3 separate regions of the Mus musculus genome follow, and all the other regions are linked to region 1. A link is a contact called in public HiChIP or PLAC-seq data. All regions are on one chromosome and are shown on one strand. Each heading gives the region's core, a stretch centred on a gene start, on an enhancer-like site or on the middle of the called end of the contact. The rest is flanking DNA. Distances are from core to core; before and after follow the strand shown. Region 1 holds the start of Fbxo11 (F-box protein 11). Region 2 has its middle 10 kb from the start of Gm23947. Region 3 overlaps Gm31615 (a long non-coding RNA gene).

Region 1 (4,980 bases), core at 1,483-3,982:
ACCTACTGTTTCTTCTTACATTTGAATTAATATGAATAAATCTTCAATTCTACCACACCAAAATTCAAACTCATGGCTACATCAAGAGAACCGATATGTATTGGTTGAGTAGAATTTTTTTTTTAAAAGATTTATTTACTTTGTTTATATGAGACCCTGTTGCTGTCCTCAGACACACCAGAAGAGGGCATCAGATTCAATTACAGATGGTTGTGAGTCACCATGTGCTTGCTGGGAACTGAACTCAGGAAGAGTAGCGTGTGCTCTTTAACCACTGAGCCATCTCTCTAGCCCGTTTCTTTGCTTTTCAAGATACAGGTGTTTTTTGTATAACCTTGGCTGTCCTAGAACTACCTCTGTAGACCAGGCTGGCCTCGAACTCAGAGAGAACCATCGCCTCTGCCTCCTGTGTGCTGAGATTAAAGGCGTGCGCCACCACTACCCAGCTACAAATGTTTAATGCAATTAGAATTATGGACTCAATTATAATATGCTATTTTCCAGATTTTTAAAACTCTTCCCTCAATGCTTATTAAATCCAACCATAAACATTCATTTTCACCCAGCTAACAACCATAAATTATTTATTTATTTTAGTTTTTTTGAGACAGGGTTTCTCTGTAAAGCCCTGGCTGTCCTGGAACTCACTCTGTACAGCAGGCTGGCCTCAAACTCAGAAATCCACCTGTTTAATGTAATTAGAATTATGGACACAATTATAATATGCTACTTCCAGATTTTTAAAACTCTTCCCTCAATGTTTATTAAATCCAACCATAAATGCTCATTTTTACCCAGTTAACAACCATGACATTTTTAATACTGTTTATGTATTTAGTCAGATAGGATCTTGTTTCGCAGATCGGGATAGCCTAGAACTTGCTATCCCTTCTGCTTCAGCCTTCAGAATTCTGTGAATATAGGCTTTAGCTACTCATGCATGACTCGAATTGTTGGATTTTTTTTAATAAAATAATTTCTTAAGGTTTATGTGTGAGTTCTGCCTGCATGCAAGTCTGTACACCAAGTGCATGCCTGGTGCTTGCAGAGGCCAGAAGAGGGGGACAGATGCCCTAGAATTGGAGTTACAGATAGTTGGAGCTACCATGTGGTTGCTGGGACTGAAGTGAGACCTCTGGAAGGACAGCCAGTGCTCTTAAGGGATGAGCCATCTTTCTAGCCCCTCAAGATATTTTTCAAATAGCTGTCTTCACATACAGGTTTTGAAAAGATTGTGAGTCTTTGAAAATCACATGACCAAAAAAGAAAAAAAAAAACCCAGCAATTGTACATCATATGATAGGTTATTATTTAAATGGCAGGAGATGTCTGACATCTAGAAGGGTGATTTGCCAACAGTGGTGGCGAATGCCTTTAATCCCAGCACGTGGGAGGCAGAGGCAGGCGGATTTCTGAGTTAGAGGCCAGCCTGATCTACAGAATGAGTTCCAGGACAGCCAGGACTACACAGAGAAATTCTGTCTCAAAAAACCAAGAAAGAAAAAAGAAAAAAAAAAAGAAAAAGAAAAAAAGAAAAAAAGAAAAAAATCTGTAATTTACACATAGCACAATACCGTAGACTTACCTCTCCTGTGCGTCCCTTAGAATTCACTTTTCTCCCTCCCTTTCTGAAGCTTTGTAATGTTTTATCTATCTTAAGCCTAGAAAGCAATCAATGAAATTCAAGTAGAAAATCACTGACAGCTCCGAAATGAGGGAATCCAGAGATAAACCACTAGCTATGCAATAAGGAATAGTGAGCGGAGTACATTTTCAGTCTTCATAACGGCGGCCAGGGAATAGAAACACATTTTCCTTGGGGAGAGATTGTGCTAAGGGGACCAGACACAGATACAAAAGATTATTCCTCTCGGGGGTTTATCTTTCTTGACTTCGTGGGACCTAAAACAAAACCAATATAATCCATCACAACCTCCACCCGTTTTATTTTACTTCTTCCGGAACACCATGTAGACCACTTGCCCCCCCCCCCCCCCCAAAAAAAAAGCCTAAAGCAAACTAACTTGGTTAAAGATCTAAAACATTCTGAAAGTTTGGGCGACAAAAGCTGGAACCGACTCCAGACTCTCTCTTAAGTTCTCAGCAGAGCCGAAACAAGATTTCTTAAGGTTTGCAAATAAATCCCTTCAGCTGGACTAAAAACGCACAGAGCCTGGAGCGCTCCCTACAGCTGAGAGCTTGAACCTACCGAGCCCAGAAATCCGGAGTTACCCAAGACGGAGTCCCTCACTCCTTGTGGCGTTTAAGAGAACCAGGTGAAGGTTGGGGTGGAGGGAGGCTGAACCGGCAAAAGGCAGGATTAATCACTTCTCCCAATTGCATCAGCAGCCCCCGCCCTTCCTTCAGAGCACCTCCTATCCTAGAACCTTCGCTACGTACTGCCGCTCCTTCGCCCACCCCCGGCTCCATTATATGCCCTGATACCTCCCCATTATCACCCGCCCTGCCACACTCCCCCCTTTCCTCTTTCCTCCTCCTCCTCCTCCGTCGGGGAAGGAGGAAACCCGAGAGAGGAAACAGGGTGTTGGAGGAAGGGGGCTCCGCGATAAGAGAGGAGGCTCCATTGGCTCCGACACCGTACGGGCGCTTCCCATTGGTCAGGCCCCGCCGGAATCCACGCCCCCTCTGTCCCCGCCCCCGCCCCTCCCCCGCCGGCTCGCGGCCCTCCCCCCGCGCCCCCCGGCCAGCCCCGCGGCGGGGAGGGACCGACAGGGCTTGAGCGGAGAGGCTCCGGCGGTGTCAATGGCTCCTCCTGCCACGGAGCAGCAGCAGCAGCAGCAGCGGCAGCAGCAGCAGCGGCAGCGGCGGCGGCGGCGCTGGGGCTGAGGAGGGAAGGTTCCTTTAAGGAGGAGGAACGACGACGCCTCTTTTGCCCCTATCTCCTCCCTTTTACACTCATTTCCCCTTCGCCGAGGGTGGGGGTGGGGGGGGCGGAGGAGAGAGAAGAGGCCGAAGAAAGAGAAAATTCCTCGCAGGGCGCTCTTTCAGGGGGTGTGGGGGGAGGACGAGGAACGGAGGAGCCGGGCGCCCCCCGCGCGCTCCCGCCCCGCTCGGCTCGCCCTCTCCGAGATCGCCCGTCCGCCCACTCCCCCCGCCGCCGCCGCTGCCGGAGACGCCGCTCGGGAGTCGGCGGGCCCGGCTCGTCTGCTCGGCCGCCGCCGCGCTTCGCCTCGGGCTCCCCAGGCGGACGGACGCCCTTTCTTTCTTTCTCTTGCCCGGCCCGTCTCTCTGTCTGCGTCCCTCGCGGCCGCCCCGCCCGGCGGCCTCGGCCTTGCCCGTGCGCCAGGCCCGGCCGGCGGGCCTCGCTCAAGCTCCGGTGGTGCCCCCAGCCTCCCCGCGGAGCCGGGGGAAGCTCACGCCCGGTGGCCCCCCGGTCCCCGCGTCCCCGGCCGCCCCGCTCCTTCCCGCTCCCCACCCCCTTCCTCCCCGGCCCCGGAGCTCGCGGTGCGTGTGCGCGTGAGTGTGTGTGTCCCTCCGCCAACGCCGCCACCTCAGCCCGGCAAATGAACTCCGTCCGAGCCGCCAACCGGAGACCCAGGCGAGTGTCGCGGCCGCGCCCGGTGCAACAGCAGCAGCAGCAGCCCCCGCAGCAGCCGCCGCCGCAGCCGCCTCAGCAACAGCCGCCGCCGCAGCCGCCCCAGCAGCCGCCGCAGCAGCAGCCCCCGCCGCCGCCGCAGCAGCAGCCCCCGCCGCCGCCCCCGCCGCCTCCGCCGCCGCCTCAGGATCGGAACAACGCCGGCGAGAGGGGTAAGGCCGCGCTCGGGGCCTGGCTGGGCGGGCGGGAGGCCGGGCGGGGGCGGCGGCGGCGGCGGCGGCGCGCCCGGGGTGGGAGACGGAGGCCGAGCGGAGGCGGGTCCCACCGTGCCGCAGTGTTCGCCTGGGCCCGGCCCGGCCGGGCCTGGCCGGCAGGAAAAGCCGCGGCTGCGCGATCCGCCCGGGCTGCGGCTCAGGCCGCGCTTTGTTTGGTTTCGGGGCTGGCACCCTCCGTCCCCACCCCTCCTTGGGGCTTCCCGGCTGGCTCGCCCACCCCACGGGAGTCTGTTCGCGGCCGGGGGCGGGCAGGAGGGTGGGATTTCCCCCCTTTCTGCGCCTGGCTCGATCTGGGCTCCCCCTTTCTCGTGGTAGGTGGGGGGACGGCTGGCTGCGTGGGGCGGTGAGGCTGGCCGGGGAACTTGTTTTCCCCTTCTCTGTGGGCTCCCCCTTGCCCTGGAGGAGGGGGAGAGGAGCGCCGGAGTGGTCCGCCGCGCTGGCTGGGGAACTTGCGTGCCCCCTTCCAGGTCGCAGGGCAGGGGGAGCCTCGGCCCCTCTCTCGACCACAACATCTTTGCTGCACAGTTTGCCTTTAGTTACAGAACCCCGGGGAAGAACCCGTTAAATCAATACCTTTAAATAAATAAATATAGAAGCTATCGGCCATTTCCAGCCCCCTCCCTCGTGTGCAGTGCAGTTACCCTTCCGCTGTGTCGTCCCCCTTTCCTCTCCAACCCACTACGCCACGGTGCTCCCCTCGGTCTCCGGGTGGGTTTGAGCACCCTCGCCGTAGAACGGGCCCCTTGGGATCGTGTGTGTAGCTGTATGTAGACGAGCGCGCGCCCGCGCGCGTGTTGTGACCAAGGCCTAGTGAAATGTGTCATTTGGACCCAACTGTGCTGCGCTGTCTGGTAACCACCATTGTCTAAGGGCTGAGGCTCCCTGGGGTTGGATTCTTGCTTTAGCAAAAATAATGTTCGGTTTTGCTTGAATGATGTGGTTACGTGGAGAGAGGTTTGTGAGATGAGAGTGTTGCACCTTGATCTCCAAACATAACTAGTCTCTTTATTAATGAGCTGCTTGCAGCGGGGTGTAAGTCAGCACGGTATTTTGTGTATGGTTGTTTTAAAGAGGAGAATTGTTAGGAGACATTTTGCGTGTTTTGGTTGGCGGATTAAGGGTAATTTTTACATGCGTTGGTTGTCACAC
Region 2 (4,980 bases), core at 1,012-3,511, 340 kb before region 1:
TGTGCCACCACGCCCGGCTCCAGGTCACTTTCTTTTTTTTTTTTTTTTTTTTTTTTTTCTTTTTTAAGTGCACTGTAGCTGTGTTCATACACTCCAGAAGAGGGCATCAGATCTCATTACGGATGGTTGTGAGCCACCATGTGGTTGCTGGGATTTGAACTCAGTACCTTCAGAAGAGCAGTCAGTGCTCTTAACCGCTGAGCCATCTCACCAGCTCCCAGGTCGCTTTCTTAAACCAGACCTGGGAGCAAGGAGCTGAGCTGAGTGCTACAAAACAATCAGACTTCTTCCTAAATTAAATTAAATGCAAACGTGTATATGTACATACACGGTGTGCGTGTGCGTGTGTGTGTGCGCGCGCGCGGACAGCACATGTAAGTAGAAGTGGTTCTCTACCTGCACCACATGGGTCCTACGGCTCGAACTCAGTTCATCAGGCTCAGCGGTCAGCGCTTTACTCGTTGAGCCATCTTGAGAGCTTCCGGCATTCAGGTTTTAAGGCATGTATAATAGGAAAGTGGGGAGATAGAAGCTAGGAAGGTGAAATGGCTATAAAGCATTGGACTGCTTCCTTCAGGGTGGGAGGTGATGGGGTCGCTTCACCCAGAAGCCTCTGACTGTGCTTAAGAGAAAACCGATCGTCTCTAACCACCGTTCACTTCCTGCTGCAAAAGGTTCAACCTTCAACCTTTTCAGAACTGTTTTTCTCCCTGACTCCCGTTTAAATCTTCAAACAAAATGAACTGCTACTGAAGAACTTCCTAAGACTTCGCATCCGTAGGTCTGCCTCTTCCATATCACGCTGTTCCACAATTTGTAAGTCATTAGGAGGAACCGTGTCTGACTTTATTAATTTTTCATATCGCTGAACAGATAATTTTCATATAATAAACCTTAATTGCCGCTGCTCCTAGGTTCCGTAAACATTTAGAAAGAGGTCTTTTTCAAGGGCTATTTAAGCTGAGGAAGGGAAAATTTGACCCACAGTTTATCTGTTAGCTCATTAGCATACTAATGCGGCTACAATTTACATTTGACTAGGGGGTTGTCTTTCACTCTAGAATCTTGTTGGCAGAGCATCACAGTTTTTGGTTGATTTTTAAAAACACTTTGTCTGAATACACAAGGGAAATAAGGTGGTGCTAATACTAGAAGCTTGGAAGTGAATTAATTGCTCTGAAATAATTCCACATTGGGTTGGCCTCTCTGGCGGTGGTATTTGCATGCCCCTCGTTCATGCTAATTGGCATTTAAACAGAATCAACCTACGACATTTCTCACACTTCCTAATGAATGATTATTTCCTCAAGGTACCTAAATTCGGCAGGGGGTTAAGATAGCGGCTGAAGTGCTCTAAGAACTTTCTCAGTTTAAAAAAAAAAATCTTTTTCTGAGCAATTCTGCCACTTGAAGTATTTACCTTGATGTGGACTCAGTGAAATTAACACTGGATCTCATCGCTGTAATCTTATTAGTATCAAAAGGTTTGTTTGTTTGTTTGTTTGTTTTTAGAGAACTAAAAAAAGTAAAGGCAGCGGGTGTAGTGGTGCTTTAGGGAGTCAAGAGACTCAGAGGTTAAAGTGAGCCTCATCCACTTCATAAGTTCAAGGCTAGCCTGGTGTACATGACTGTCTCAAAACAAACACGTAGCTGGGTGTTTTATATAACCTCTGGATGGGGGGTGTAGCTCTCGGTTGAGAGCCTGCTTGCCTGGCATCCACAAAGCCCTGGGTTCTATTACGACCATACCCAGCACTGGTGCGGTGATGCATACTTCTAATCCAAGGTCTTTGGAGGTAGAGGCAGAGGGGGAGCAGAAGTTCAAGGTTCTCCTTGGCTGGTGAGTTGGAGATCAGAAAAGAAAAGAAAGGCACCTGACCTGTATGTGACCATGTCTATGATAATCTCAGAGGAAGGGGTAATATGACTACGGTTTTCCCCAAAGAATAGTTTACCACTTACAGTAGGCTTAAGAAGATCAGCTAAGGTATTCACCGTTGTCCTTAGGAAAGTGTGAAAGAAAAGCCGGGCTCTCCAGAGGCAGTCTTTCTAGGATAGCTGCAGAGGAGAAAAGCTGGGATGGAGTGTGTGTTCATCCCAATTGGTAAATCAGTGTGCTTTATAAGGCTCTGTACTCCCACCTTCATCCAATGGGGGCAAGCGTACATCCTGATGTAGCTCCCGTCTACTTACTTCCTGCCTATGTGTCATCACACACATCCTGTGTGGCTGGAACATCCAACCCTGTGTACAAAAGTGAAAACATACAGTCATTGAAACTGAAAGTGTAATTGAACGCTCTCTCTCTCACACACACAGGTGGATCTGCACTGCAACTGCCAAATGAGTGAAGAGGGCCGCTCCTGGGAAGCTGCTATGGAACCAGGAAGGCCTCTCCTGGGAGGAAAAGCAAGCGTCTCATCTTTGTCCGTCTTCTCAGGAATTGGACATGCATGTGGTACAGGGTCCTGGGGAGAGGCTGGTAGCCCTGGCTGAGGACATGGCTTACAACCACAGCATGGGCTCCTGAAACACTGACTACACCAGGGGATGTAAAGGGCAGTCAGGAGAGCCGAGGAAGGCAAGCAGAACTAGAGAGCAGTGGAGGACTTGTCTGTAGGACTTGAGAGTTAGGAAAATGAACAGAAATGGGCTGTGGAAAGATATGCAAATAAGCACATCCAGGCTTGGGGATTCTGAGCTCGGACACATTCACGATGCCCACGCCACACAAGTGACAAATGTGAGTGCAGGCATGGCTGTCCTTCTTCTTTGTGGTACTAATGATTGAGCACAGGTCAACTAGATACACTATCCCTAAGCTACATCCCCAGACCTATATATCTCTACATAAAAAAAATCTAATATGCTAACATTACTAAAAAGGGTGCAAATTAACACATCACATTGAAAGACCATTTGGTAATATTCAAGTAATTTACATATTTTTCGGATTAATTTTGTTCTCAAATGTGTACTCTGAAGAAATTTACCTTTATGTGTGCAAATGGATAGGGGCAGACATTGACTGATTACTTGATTGATTAATTAGAGTTTTCAAGCTGGTCTGGAACATGATACGTAATCCAAGATGACAGCAAACTTGCCAGGGTCGTCCTGTCTCGGTTTGTCAAAAGTAGTTATTACAGGTATAAAGTACCGTGCTTGGCAATCGCCCCGTTTCTAGCAATGTATTGGGAACAAACTAGCTGCAGTGTATGGAAGAGTTAATAAGTGAATTATCATGAACTCTTCCATCAGAGTCTCTAAAACACAATGGTGAAAAGGAATGCAGTAGAGCTACAGATGGCAAAGGAAATAATTCCAAGAAAGGTGAGGGACTGAAGCAGAGAGCAAGCCAGTCCCTTCAGAAACGCACACTCGCAGGTACATATTCTCATATCGTAAACATCGTTCTTTCCTTAGCCTACATGTTTAACCTCCTTGCTTAGACCATACTTGTTCTAAAGTCATTTTAGTACCACCTCCCAAAAAGGCAAACTGCAATCAGGAGTGATGGTGAGTCATACCTGCAATCACAATACTTGAGATGCTTAGTAGGAAGATCACAGCCTGGACTAAAGTGAAACCCTATCTCAAAAGATAAACATAAAAATTAATCGCAGGAGACTATAGTCATTTTAAGTTTTAGAGTCTAACAAAACAGGGCTGGGGGTTAAAGCTCAGTTGCAGAGCATATACCATGGATGCATGAAACATGAGGCCCCAGATTCAATTGTCAAGACTGCAAAATGTGCATGTGCACACACATACACTCTCACACACTTGCGCACACACACACACACATAAACACTCACTCACACAGACACTTTGACCCACAAACTCATACCTACTGACACACAGACATACCCTCTCACACATACTCACATATTAACAACCCTTACGTACACTCACACAGACAGACATACACATACAGACACACACATTCACAGACACACACACATTCATATAGACACACTCACACATACAGACACAAATAAATGTAATAGAAAAAGCAGGGGACAGAAAGAATCATGAAAGGGACATTATCGGCTTGTGTGATGTTATAGGGAATGGGCTGGAGGAATTTTTTTTTTTAATTAAGCTCTAATATTTTATGTGACTGAAATCTTTCAAGTTAAAAGAACAGGGGTAAAAATGAAAATCAAAAAAGATACACAGTGAAATATGTAACAGTATTTGTTAGGATTACATGTGCATTCAAATTTCTTGATATTTCCCAGAAATATATGTACTGCTTTAATTTTAAAATTTATCCAACTATTTAATAAAATAGTTTATGCACTGCAGAGCCATGCTATAGAGCGAGTAAGGGCTTAGAGCTGAAATTATCGTGTATTAAAGTACCCATAAATATTTAGAGAACGGATTAGTGGATGGATGGCACAGTGAGACCTTACCCTCGCAGCCAGCAGGGGGGCAGAGAAAGCAGGAGATGCTGGGAGCAAGCTTGTGTCTGAGACAGATGGTGCCGTCCAACAGGACACACAGTGCACAGTGGCCACAGTCCTGTTTCCGAGGAGAACCAATTCAGGTATAATCAGATTCATTCTGGCAGGTGGGCTTGGGCGGGCGGGGATGCTCATGACTGCCTCCTCGTCCCCATTCCATCTGACCTACTTTTAGGATTCCCTTCTTTCTCTTTCCTATCTGCCCACATTTCTTCTCTTCTCTTGAGACAGGCTCTTGTATGTAGCCCAAGCTGTTCTTAAACTCACTGCAATTCTCTAGCCTCAGACGTCCCAGTATTGGGGTTACAGGCAGGGGCTGCTACAACTCTCTTTACTTGCCAGTTATCGCTAAGATTCCATAATCGTGACCCTATAAAACGGCTTGTCACCTGTCTGTAGGACATACGGAAACCTGCAGGACCATCAGTGTATACAAGATGTCCACGTTCTAGGCAGCTAATCTAAGTCATTTGGGTTGTAGGTGTGGAGTGGATAAGAGCTATTGAAT
Region 3 (4,980 bases), core at 1,081-3,580, 280 kb before region 1:
TGGCTGGCGTCCACCGGAAGCCTTCCATATATGCTCTCGGTTTTACCTGGGTCACGACCTTCAATCACACATCGACTTCTTTAATATCTTCATTTTACAGATGAGCACGTTGGGGAATGCGTGACTGGAGGACATATGGTCAGTGAGCAAGTCGCGGGCTGTGAAATGCAGCTCTTCAGCCTGAGTTGGGGAGAGGGAAGAAGCCCAATTTTAGCCTAAACCCTGTGCTGCTGCGTTTACTTGGGAACTGATGGCAGACATTGCAAGCATCTTGTGGAACAAGATGGTTTGAAAACCTTGGGTCTGCGCTCACGTTAAGGATCCAAATTTATAAGAGGGTCTTTTTTTTTTTTCTTTTCTCTGTGTTTGTTTCTCGTTTGGCTTCTCTTGGTGGCTAGGAAAGCCTGTCTGTTTTGGGCAGAGGAAAAAAAGAGAGAAGGCTCCTTCTGTTGGTTGAGCCAGCGCATCTAGGACACAGCGGCACGCTTGAGGGATGGCACGCTTTGACCAAAGCAAGGGCAAGCCCCACAGAGAGACTTCTCAGCATGCCAAGGGCTTCCTGGTGTCCTTTCTGGTACTGAAACCCAGAAGCCATACACACACTAGCCAGAATGAAACATGGAGAGATCTTTCTTTCAGAACAGAAATGAAAAAGGGCATCAAACATGACACCATAAAGAATGTCAGGGATGAAACAGAGAAACGAGCGTATAAGACGTGTCATGAGACAGCGTGGCAAATGGCAGATGAGACAGGAGGTGTGTGTGTGTGTGTGTGTAAGAGAGAGAGAGAGAGAGAGAGAGAGAGAGAGAGAGAGAGAGAGAGAGAGAGAGAGAGCTCACTGACTCTTTGACCTTCCATTATGAAGGAGATAAGACCAAAGCTACACAGTTAAGCAACTGTAAACACTGGGCAAGTGGAAGGGACGGAGAGACGGAGAGACGGAGAGACGGTCAAGCACCAAGAGCATGTGAGATATTTTATAGATGCATTTGAGCAAACAGATCCAGCTTCTACTGAGAGCTCAGGCAGGAAATTAGAGCTGGGGCTGAGCTGTAGCTCAGTGGTAAAGCACTTGCCCAGCAAGTAGGTTTGATCCTCAGCTCACAAAGAAAGGAAAGGAGGGAGGGAAGGAGGGAGGGGGGAGGGAAGGAGGGGGAGGTACAAGAAAAGGCTTCAGGCTTTGAGTGTCGGGTGAGGATCTCCATCTTACCATGTAGGACTCATTCTTTAAGGTGTTTGAGGAAAGTGATAAAATAATGAAATTTACCTGAAAGATCTCTTAGTTTTACCTTTTCAGGTGACTGTCAGGCGTTCACTTTGGCAGAACATATATTAAAAATGGAGCAATACGGAGATGCTCCTGCACAAGGATAACGTGTCAATCTGTTAAACGTTTCCGTTTGTTCTTTATAAAATGTCTGTGGAACCAAATGTTTGCCATTAAAAAAATGGCATTATCTCAGCACTCAGGAGGCAGAGGAAGGGGGAGCTCTGAGTTTGAGGCCAGCCTGGTCTACAGAGTGAGTTCCAGGACAGCCAGGGCTACACAGAGAAACCCTGTCTCAAAAAACGAAACAAACAAAACAAAACAAAACAAAACAAAACAAATATTCAATAGTACATTGAGAAATCATTAAAGTAATAAATTTCACTATCAAAAAATATGAAAGGCAGTAGCAAGATGAGGTAAGATATTTTGCTAGAAAAACATTAACATTTCAACAGTGAATGAGTCTTGAGGAATTTAAGAAATTCTGAATTCTTTTCCCCTCTCAGGCACTGAGGGTGTTGGGGGGGCAGCGAGGATTGAACCCAGGACTTCACACAAGCCAGGCAGAGATTCTACCAGAGAGCCACACCCCCAGCATCTATTTTTAAATTAAAAATTCTTAATTCTCTTTTCCATGAAGTAGCATTTTATCTAAAGCAGGAAGTGCCTTCTCTGCGGTCATTTACGCCTTGCTGACACGTGGGGAATAGAAAAACAGAAACAGCAGAAAGGAGTTTTCAGCACATAGGAAACAGGAAGATTAAAGATTTTCAAAGTGGATCTTAAAGTCCCTAAAGGGCAAGTGACCTTTGTTCCTCTTTCAAGGCCAGCCTGGCAGATGAGAAGTGAGTTCCAGGACAGCCAGGGCTACGCAGAAATACCCTGTCTTGAAAAACAAAAAACAAACAAAAACCAACCAAACCAAAAAAAAAAAAAAAAACAAAAACAAACAAACAAAAAAACACCTTTCTACATTGTTTTTTTAAGGATAAGCTAGAATGTCGTGAGCAAGACACACAAGTCACCCTTAGAGAAAACGCCTCTCTTCTGGGTGGCTTCTCCAGGTCTGTGGCCTGATAAGATTCCTTTTGGAAATTAAACACGTCCCAGACTGGAGCTTGGGCTGAACTAGATCACCTACTCCTGGGATGGGAGTACTGCCAAGACTGACAATGTCACTGCTCACCTGACAATGCCACAACGATGCTTGGAATGCTCTGCTCCCAGCCCATTCAAAGCTGCCCACTGTTCTGGGCTGAAGGGCTGTGTGGAGGAGCCCAGCAGGACAGCAGGACAGCAGGACAGCAGGACAGCAGGACAGCAGGACAGCTTCCTAGAACCAGAGATGCAGATTTGGAAACAAAGAGGACCCGTGTAGCAAGATTTGCTATTGTGGTAGAGATTTCTAGAAGATGGGGTGTCTCAGAACCATTGCTCAGCTCTAGCGCATAGTGTGCACACAGGACTGCACATCTATTGTCCCTTCATTGGCTCTCATTGCCTGAGTAGGTCTACTCAGGCAAAGGGTGGGCTAGGCAGACCTCACCTCATCATAGATTTAGGCTAACCTCAGCTACTGTCTGATCTTGCCTCCCTCTACTCATCTTTTGTTTTTAAGATTTATTTATTATATGTAAGTACTCTGTAGCTGTCTTCATGCACACCAGAAGAGGGCGTCAGATCTCATTACGGATGGTTGTGAGCCATCATGTGGTTGCTGGGACTTGAACTCGGGATCTTCAGAAGAGCAGTCGGTGTTCTTAACCATTGAGCCATCTCTCCAGCCCCCCTTCCTATACTCCTGATACACAGAGCTCAAACTTGCACAATCCTAGCCCTATCCAAGCTTTCGCCGGTGTTTACCTCTTGAAACTAAACCAGTAGCATCATGAGACAACTTCTTTTGTGGTCTTGAGTCAGCCGTGTTCACAGATTGTTATGGTTTGAATGAAAATCCTCCCCCTCCCCAGTAGGCCCATAGGGAATAGCACTATTAGTAGGTTTGGCCTTGTTGTAGTAGGGGCTGCATGTTCTAATAAACAGTCCTGCCCAGGTACCCTGAGAACATGGCTAGAGAGCATCTGTGGGATGCAGGGATGCAAGTGTGGTTTGTGGCTCTGATATGTTTCATGTGTGTCTTCCCCAAGATATGTTTTAGACATCTTAAGCAAAAACTACGTGCGTATTCCCCCTTTTTATTCACTCAGTAGCAGACTACATACCCGTTTCTCAAACATCACTTTGAGATTACTGTGCCACGCCCGTATATAACGGTTCATTCAGCACTCTGCTTGGAAGCATGCCACTTGTCGCTCCTAAAAAACCCCTAGCGGTCAGCAAAACAACGACAAGTAACCATAGACAAAAGCCATTCCTCCCAGAGTGGTTCTATCTGAATAAATTCTTGGGATTGATGTGCTAAATGCTAAACAACCTTTAAAAAAATATTGCCTGGTTGTCGTTCCAGGATTTCTGTTGGGTTTCGCTCTCCCACAACTCAGAAACTTGAATTGACAACGTGTTATTGGCTAAGGTAATTGCCCATTGCTGTTTAGCTTTACATTTCTTGGGGTCAGCAAGAAGGCTCGGCAGGTAAGGGTGGGTCCTCCTTTGCTTTTCTGTTGCTATGACAAAGCACTATGATGAAAGGAACTTGTGGGGGTGGGGGGAGATTACGTCATAAAGACTATGTCCATCATGAAGAGAAGTCAGGGCAGAAACTCAGGGCAGGAACCTGGAGGCAGGAACTGAAGCAGGAACTGAAGCAGAGGCCATGGAGGAGCTCTGCTTACTGGCTTGCTAGCACCATGGTGGAGCTATTATTCCTCTGGTGGAAGTCTAGGACAAATTCCTGCAAGTTGTCTTCTGACCTCCACACAGGTGTCATGGCACATCTATGTTTACATATACATAAATAATAAACAAACATCAATTGATATTGTCTCCAGGACACAAGGAGTATAGCCATGTGCACTTACCACCAATTCTGGCTGAAGAGGAGCATATTTTAATATATTTCAATTTTTTTGTGAAGTATGTTCAACTTCATAGTACCATTTTTCTACTGAACTTTTTTCAGATTTATTTTCATTTTATGTATATGAATGCTTTCCTGCATCTATGTATGTGTACCATGTGTGTGCTTGGTACCCACAGAGTGTAGAAGAAGATATCAGATCTCCTGGAGCTGGAGTTATGGATACTTGTGAACCACTATGTGAATCCCGGGAATCAAACCTGAGTGTTCTTCAAAAACAGTAAATTCTGTTAATTACTGAGCCATCTCTCCAGCCCCTCTACTAATTATGTTAAAAGTCTTTATTGGCATTAGATAGTCTCTATATATTAGGGGAAATTGCTCCTTGTGCTGCCTTGTGAGTTGCTAATATTTCTCTAGTTTGACTTTTGATTTTCTGTTTTATGCCTTCTGCAGGATATCTTTACATAAATTAGCTCATTAATAACTTAATTATTTCTGGGTTTTCTGTTTCATTTTCACTTAACGTGAAAAATCCCATAGATCTTTCTGGTACCTTTTCAGATTTTAAAGATAAATCCGGCATGTGTAGAAAGTGTCCCAGTGTCAGGTTTCAGGAAGGCACCAGACTCAAAAAATTACTTCAGTTTAAGATATAAAATTTGAGGGCTGGAGAGATGGCTTAGTAGCACTGGCTGCTCTTCCAGAAGTTCTGAGTTCAATTTCCAGC

Evidence for each region. HiChIP or PLAC-seq counts read pairs in DNA pulled down with a chosen protein or histone mark.
Region 2: an H3K27ac HiChIP or PLAC-seq map of thymic regulatory T cells shows a contact between it and region 1, with 2.9 times the contacts expected there. The contact joins the enhancer-like site here to the promoter of Fbxo11 in region 1. A contact is called at or near these places in 5 of 39 promoter capture datasets (the 3T3-L1 cell line, 3T3-L1-derived adipocytes, hippocampal neurons and 1 more), 1 of 484 Hi-C or Micro-C datasets (Th1 cells) and 7 of 115 datasets of contacts at active chromatin or transcription factors (astrocytes, effector CD8 T cells, embryonic forebrain and 4 more).
Region 3: a contact with region 1 is called in an H3K4me3 HiChIP or PLAC-seq map of bone marrow-derived macrophages, with 2.9 times the contacts expected there. The contact joins the enhancer-like site here to the promoter of Fbxo11 in region 1. A contact is called at or near these places in 1 of 39 promoter capture datasets (cranial neural crest) and 4 of 115 datasets of contacts at active chromatin or transcription factors (bone marrow-derived macrophages, embryonic stem cells and forebrain).

The regions. Positions count from the first base shown.
Region 1 is chr17:88,063,797-88,068,776 of GRCm38.p6, reverse strand. It overlaps Fbxo11 (F-box protein 11), which reads left to right and starts at 2,732. Exons shown (of 23, transcript NM_001081034.3): 1 at 2,732-3,768. The coding sequence starts at 3,525. Gm45950 (a long non-coding RNA gene) reads right to left here and starts at 2,652. Exons shown (of 2, transcript XR_385899.1): 1 at 2,210-2,652.
Region 2 is chr17:88,400,787-88,405,766 of GRCm38.p6, reverse strand. No RefSeq gene overlaps it. Among named protein-coding and RNA genes, the nearest start is that of Gm23947, 10 kb to the right of the region's middle. Within about 2 kb of position 2,261, at least 74 of the 459 cell types and tissues checked have an H3K27ac peak or open chromatin away from gene starts, as enhancers often do. A contact at or near this core is called in Th1 cells, effector CD8 T cells, memory CD8 T cells and 1 more, where this site is marked.
Region 3 is chr17:88,338,816-88,343,795 of GRCm38.p6, reverse strand. It overlaps Gm31615 (a long non-coding RNA gene), which reads left to right. Exons shown (of 7, transcript XR_877113.1): 3 at 3,741-3,806. It also overlaps the pseudogene Gm22542. Among named protein-coding and RNA genes, the nearest start is that of 1700116H05Rik, 34 kb to the right of the region's middle. Within about 2 kb of position 2,330, at least 38 of the 459 cell types and tissues checked have an H3K27ac peak or open chromatin away from gene starts, as enhancers often do. A contact at or near this core is called in bone marrow-derived macrophages, where this site is marked.